Regions from separate parts of the Mus musculus genome. Here region 2 is linked to region 1. Evidence: chromatin contacts called from public HiChIP or PLAC-seq data. All regions are on one chromosome and are shown on one strand. Each heading gives the region's core, a stretch centred on a gene start, on an enhancer-like site or on the middle of the called end of the contact. The rest is flanking DNA. Distances are from core to core; before and after follow the strand shown.

Evidence for each region. HiChIP or PLAC-seq counts read pairs in DNA pulled down with a chosen protein or histone mark.
Region 2: a contact with region 1 is called in a FOXA1 HiChIP or PLAC-seq map of pancreatic cancer cells. The contact joins the promoter of Wdr27 here to the enhancer-like site in region 1. A contact is called at or near these places in 7 of 39 promoter capture datasets (3T3-L1-derived adipocytes, embryonic stem cells, hippocampal neurons and 2 more) and 1 of 115 datasets of contacts at active chromatin or transcription factors (pancreatic cancer cells).

Annotation. Positions count from the first base shown.
Region 1 is chr17:13,878,106-13,880,877 of GRCm38.p6, reverse strand. The region is part of intron 22 of Afdn (afadin, adherens junction formation factor); the gene reads right to left. Among named protein-coding and RNA genes, the nearest start is that of Gm7168, 69 kb to the left of the region's middle. Within about 2 kb of position 1,412, at least 12 of the 459 cell types and tissues checked have an H3K27ac peak or open chromatin away from gene starts, as enhancers often do. A contact at or near this core is called in pancreatic cancer cells, where this site is marked.
Region 2 is chr17:14,941,780-14,944,551 of GRCm38.p6, reverse strand. Wdr27 (WD repeat domain 27) reads left to right here and starts at 1,428. Exons shown (of 25, transcript NM_175173.3): 1 at 1,428-1,455. It overlaps 1600012H06Rik (RIKEN cDNA 1600012H06 gene), which reads right to left and starts at 1,368. Exons shown (of 2, transcript NM_026451.2): 1 at 1,233-1,368; 2 at 1-985. The coding sequence starts at 939. The coding sequence ends at 382.

The DNA.
Region 1 (2,772 bases), core at 163-2,662:
TAAGAAAACATTACCCAGAAAATACTATATTGTAATTGATACTCTGTAACTTAAGATTCATACACAATTACATTAGCATTCTATGGAAAACTAATGAAATCTTTGAGAAACCTTAGGTATCATACATAGTTTCAAGATCATCAATACTCTACTTGGAGATCATAATATAACAACAAAACACATACAGTCATGTGCATGAAACCTTACTTGGATATTACTGGAAGTAGCACAACTGAGTATATATACTTTTGTACCAACAATAAAATTAAGTTCCCTTAATAACTTTGAGATATTATATCATATAATAATGTATTATTAAAAGAAATTTCAGTATATTAAGATAAGTTTTTCAAAGTAATAATCTGGAAGATGTGCAAACCATCCATATTTCCTCTATTAGCTAGCATTTTAGTTTACAGTTTTCACTGGTGAGACTGGCTCCCTTTTTTCTCCCTACAGTAGGGAGTAGGGACAGGAAGGCAGTCATCAGTTATGCAGTATGTTACTGTTTCACAGGAATAGAACCTGTGTTTTGTGTGTATGTTTATATATATAAAATTATGTGTCTTATAAAGTAGTATGTATATACATTTATAACAATAGAAATTATACTATATATATTATAATTATAAAACAGTATATGTTATCATACATATACAAATATATATAAAAATTTGAAAACAGCGTAACATTTTATTAGTATATGTTAACTGAGTAGTGACAGATGTGGCTGTGGCATTTGTCTGCATGTCATGCAGACTCTGAACAGCTAGAAACTAAGAAAGACTGAGTGCTTCTCCATGTAAAGCTCTTTTACCCTAAGATGAAGGATGAAGGTTGTCCAGTATGTTGCCAGTCTCCTCCTGTGTCTGTCTATACTCCCTCCCGTGTACCATACTGCAAGTCTCTTACCAGCCCTGGGCTCTCAACTGTAAGGCCACTTGGTACTGTCAACACTTAACAACAGCCACAAAACCACATCTTGAATAGCTGGCAGTGCCAAAGGAAATAAAAGAAAGGTAAATAAAGAAGGAAACTGGAAGTCTGGAGGCAATAGGGAGATGGGGGGAATCAAGCCAGATGGAAAGTTACTAAATTGCAATCCAATATAAAAATCTAACTGGAGGAGATAGTAGAAGAACACATGTGTTATGAAATGTGTTAAAGGGTTAAACAGGGGCAGGGTGAGGAAATGGGGGAGAGAAAGGTATGTGTTAATCAAAACTCGGGATTATGAAAGGTCTTATGGAAACCCACAGGTAAGAAAGCTAACTTCTACATGTAACAGTGATGATGACCATAAAGGGGTTTGAACAGAGGTTTTCTGCATGATGCATTAGGCCATCCCTAGACAACATGGGTAAATAAAAGTGCAGGGCAGGCATGGGAGAAATTTCCACAGCAGGAGGGTCCAGAAGTCTCCAGAATGACACAGGCTATTGGCATTGCTCTTAGTCATCACCATAACGACAAAAGTCAGATGCAACGACTACAACTACCAAACTTTGCTTACAGGATAAAAATTAATCTCAAACCAAAGGAAGAAATTTCTTCCCTGTTCATAGTGTCAGAGAGTACAATACAGGCTGCTTGCTGGGGGAGAAACCACGCCTATGGTCTTATTTAGTGCTGGACTCTGGCTTGCTAGAATACAGACTTGCCAAAAAAGATGTGCCAAATGCAGCAACAGTGACATGCCTGTGACTGAGGTAACTAAGTACTTTCTGACTATATCTGCAATCTGCTCCACAGGAGGAAATTTAGTGACTCGTCAGAAGCCCATTGCTGAGAGTTCATAGAGATCCTACTTGAGAACCTCCTGTTATTTTACTAGATGGCTGTGACCTCCGTTTCCCTTCCAAGCACGTGCTTATTATACCCAGAGACTTGTTATCCCGATCTTGGTCCAAGAAGTTTCTTCATGCAGTGGTCAGCAGTCGGTGAAAACACTCACAATTGGTCAAGTGCTGAGGGTAAGTGATGGAGGACTGCTCAGTCCCAAATGGTACATCTTTCTCAAACCTTGTAGAAAGGGCTGGAGGATGGGGAGAAGTGCTGCGAAATGCTGCTCCAGATGTGACACAGCCATCACATTGTGAAGTCTGGGCATGACATGGCCACCACATCTGTGGCGTCTGGATGTGACACTACCATCACATCCATGATGTATAGATGGACATGACCATCGCACCCATGATGTCTGAATGATACAAGGCCATCACATCCACACAGAGCAGCTGCAGTTACCTGAGCCAGATGAAGCCAGATACAATTCCAGCATGGATGGGAGAAAAGCTTATAAGCCCCTGCCCCTAATGAGGAGCTGCAGTTAACAGCAGCTAATAGAAAATCATTCTTCTTTAAGGGTATGGCCAATGGTAGGTTTCCCATTCTCCAGTGAATGGCTGCACACACTGTATGCATATATGAGTAGCACTAATAGGGCTTAATGTGATACACACACACACACACACACACACATGCACACACACACACACATGCACATATACACACACAAACATATACATGGGGTTGTATGGTGGTGCAGGCTTTTTATCCTAGCACCTAGGAAACAGATGCACGTGGACCTCTGTGAGTTCTAGGCTAATCTGATTTACATAGCAAGTCAGACCAGTGCTAGAGAGGGGGCATTCTGACAGGAATCTATTAGAAGTTGGAGGAGAGAAGTAAGGGAGGATGTGACTATATTTTACTGTATACATGTATAAATATTTAAATAAGTTAGAAAAATATACAAAGTACCTGAGTGGA
Region 2 (2,772 bases), core at 179-2,678, 1.1 Mb before region 1:
AAGACTTTAAAACTCGAAGTGCTGTACTTCATTTAAATGTCTATAAATTCTACAGTCATCAACTTCTGCACCAGCAGTAAAGTTTAATCTGATTTATACAGCCTGTTACTGTAATCTTCTTACTCACCTGACTAACCAAAATGCATTTAAACATTTTATTGAGCAGACTCCTTTTTATAGGAATTTTAATCTCTAAAATATTGTGCTTGCTGCTTTTCCTGCTTGGGGAGTAAACTGAGGTAACAAAACTGTATGGCTTTATTTTTCCATCCTAGTCTAGAAAAAAGTAACCAGAGTTTCACCAGGTCAAGTAGCTAGGTTCGCAGCAAACTGTAATCGCTCTGTGAAAATAAGGGTTTGTGCTCCAGCATATTCAAGGGATCAGAAGAGAATTTCAAGCACCAGTTTCAAAATGCTAATCAATATCGTCCAGAGAACTGATTCCTCCTCTTGGGCTGCCTCTTCTGGAGCGTAAGCCTGCTGCTGACTGGCTCCTGTTGGGTCAGTGAAATAGGCAGCCTCTCCGAATGGGTACTGATCCACAGTTCTGTCATAGTATACCCTCATCTCAAAGTCGCTCTCATGGTGAGAGGGGTGTCCATAAATTCCTATCCCGACCGGTCGCTGGAAGTGTGCCGGTATAGAGACCACATCCTGGCCGCAAGTGACAGACTGCAGCTCATAGTCGTCGAAGCTCGGGTGCGGAGTGCTGTCCGACACGTACAGGTCCGCATCCCCTCTCAGGCTCTGCATCCTGAGAATAATTTTACCCTCATGGTTCAACCGCAAGTAGCTGTAATTCCCGGCTCCTATTTGGCCCTGGACCACGTGCAGAAGGAGCCACTCCTCCGGGACGTCGTCGTCTTCCAAACATTTTACCAGGGTCACCACCTGGGACGCCAGGATCATCAACAGGGCGCGCCTCCAGGGAGTAGCCATCGCTGGGGCACTCAACTCGGGGACTCCCTCATCTGCAGTCGCTGTGCTGGGAAGGTACGGGTGACAGGCGTGACCCGAGGTGCTCGTCCACGCAGACCAAGATTCGTGCACCTGGGTCCCGGGAACCGACGGTGGGGAAGGGGAAGGAGAGAAGGGATAAAGAGTAGGGAACAGCAGAGAGGGAGGAGCAGAGGAGGCGGGTGGGAAGAGGGAAGCGGTAAGAGGGACCTTAGGACAGGCCCCTGGGGGCGCAGGTGTCTGGAGAATAGCGAGGTCGCCAACCCCGAACTCACCGCCACGCCCCGCAGGCCACGCAGCACCCGCAGCACCCGGGCTCAGCCTGGAACTCGCCCCAGCTGGCGGAAAAGAGGCCGCGCCCGGAAGTGTGGTACTCCGGAAGCGAGGGCTTTTGGGAACCAACTCCGGCCTAAGGGACCGGAAGTGAGGTAACGCCAGGCTCTCGCGAGAATAGAGCAGCTTTCCCCCGTAACCATAGCGACGCGGCTGGCGTGGTCGGTGAGTTCCGGGGAAAGTGGGCTGGACGGTCGGTGAGGCTGCCAGGGATTGCAGCTTGCGACAAGCTCCCTTGAGGGGATGACTGGGAAGCCTGCTCCCGGATGGCGGAGGGCCGAGCCGCGCCCGGTCCAGCCTTCTCCTCCCGCGCCCCCAGAGCCGCGCGTGAGTGGCCTCCCTAAGCCCTGCAGCACAAGCCCCTGAGTGCGGGCAGCACCGGGAGGGACACTTTTGGATTTGTCTTAAACCATGACAGAAGGGAAATATAAATTTCAACATGAGAACTACTAGTAAGAAATGATTCCTCCCCCCCCCCCAAGCCCACAATTGCCATCACCCCACCCCCCACATTTTTTTGGGAAGTAATTTAGTAATTAGAAAACTTAGTGTACATTTAATCAAGTTTAGTGGCGAGTTCTTTAGCCTTTGCTTTTTCCAGCTTGGCAACGCGAGCCACAGACTTAGGGCCCAGCACGTTGCCTCCTCAGTGGCGACGGATCTCGTTATATCTGTGATTACAATTGATCCTAATAGCTTCCACCAGCTTAGCCAGAGCACCCTTGTCTTCCGGGTTAACCTATGTGAAGGCAACAGTGGTGCATTTCTTCCTGTGGACCAGGCGCCCCAACCTGGGCAGGACAAGCAGGAAAACCACCAGCTCAATGGGGTCTACATCATGGGCAATCACCACCAGCTGAGCCTTCTTGTTCTCCACCAAGGTGGTGACTATATTGACTCCTGCTCAATGGACAGGTGGTCTCTTAGTTGGGACGTCGCCTTTGCCAGCAGCTTTCTTCTCAGCAGGGGCCAGTAGCCTTTGCTTCTTTTGCGTTGTCTCTGGCCTGTACTTGTGGGCAAGCTGTTTGCCTGTCCAGGGCCTGGGTGAACTGGTTAATGGCAGGAGGGACTTTGAGCCGCTTGTAGAGGATGGCTCTTTGCCGCTGCAGCATGATGTAGCGGGGCCATTTGATGAAGCGTGTAAGATCTCTTTTGGGCTGGATGTCCTTCCCAAATGGCGAAATTCGTGGGCCTTTTCTCAAACTAAGGATTGACCACTTTTTTGGCCTCCTGGTCCTTGACACCGGCGATGCTCAGGGTCACCTTCTTCCCTTGGCTGTCTTTCCTTTAGGCATCTTGCTTGGCTGGAGGAGAAAGCATGCACACAGTTCTTAAGACTAGATTTCATGTCTGGAGACTTTTCCTGGTTTATAAATGGGTGGAAAGGCAAGAAGTTCTTTGTCTCATTTTACAAGAACACCAATCGCATCAAGGAGGTTCCACATTCAAGACCGAGATTACCTCCCATTGTCCCTCTGAGCC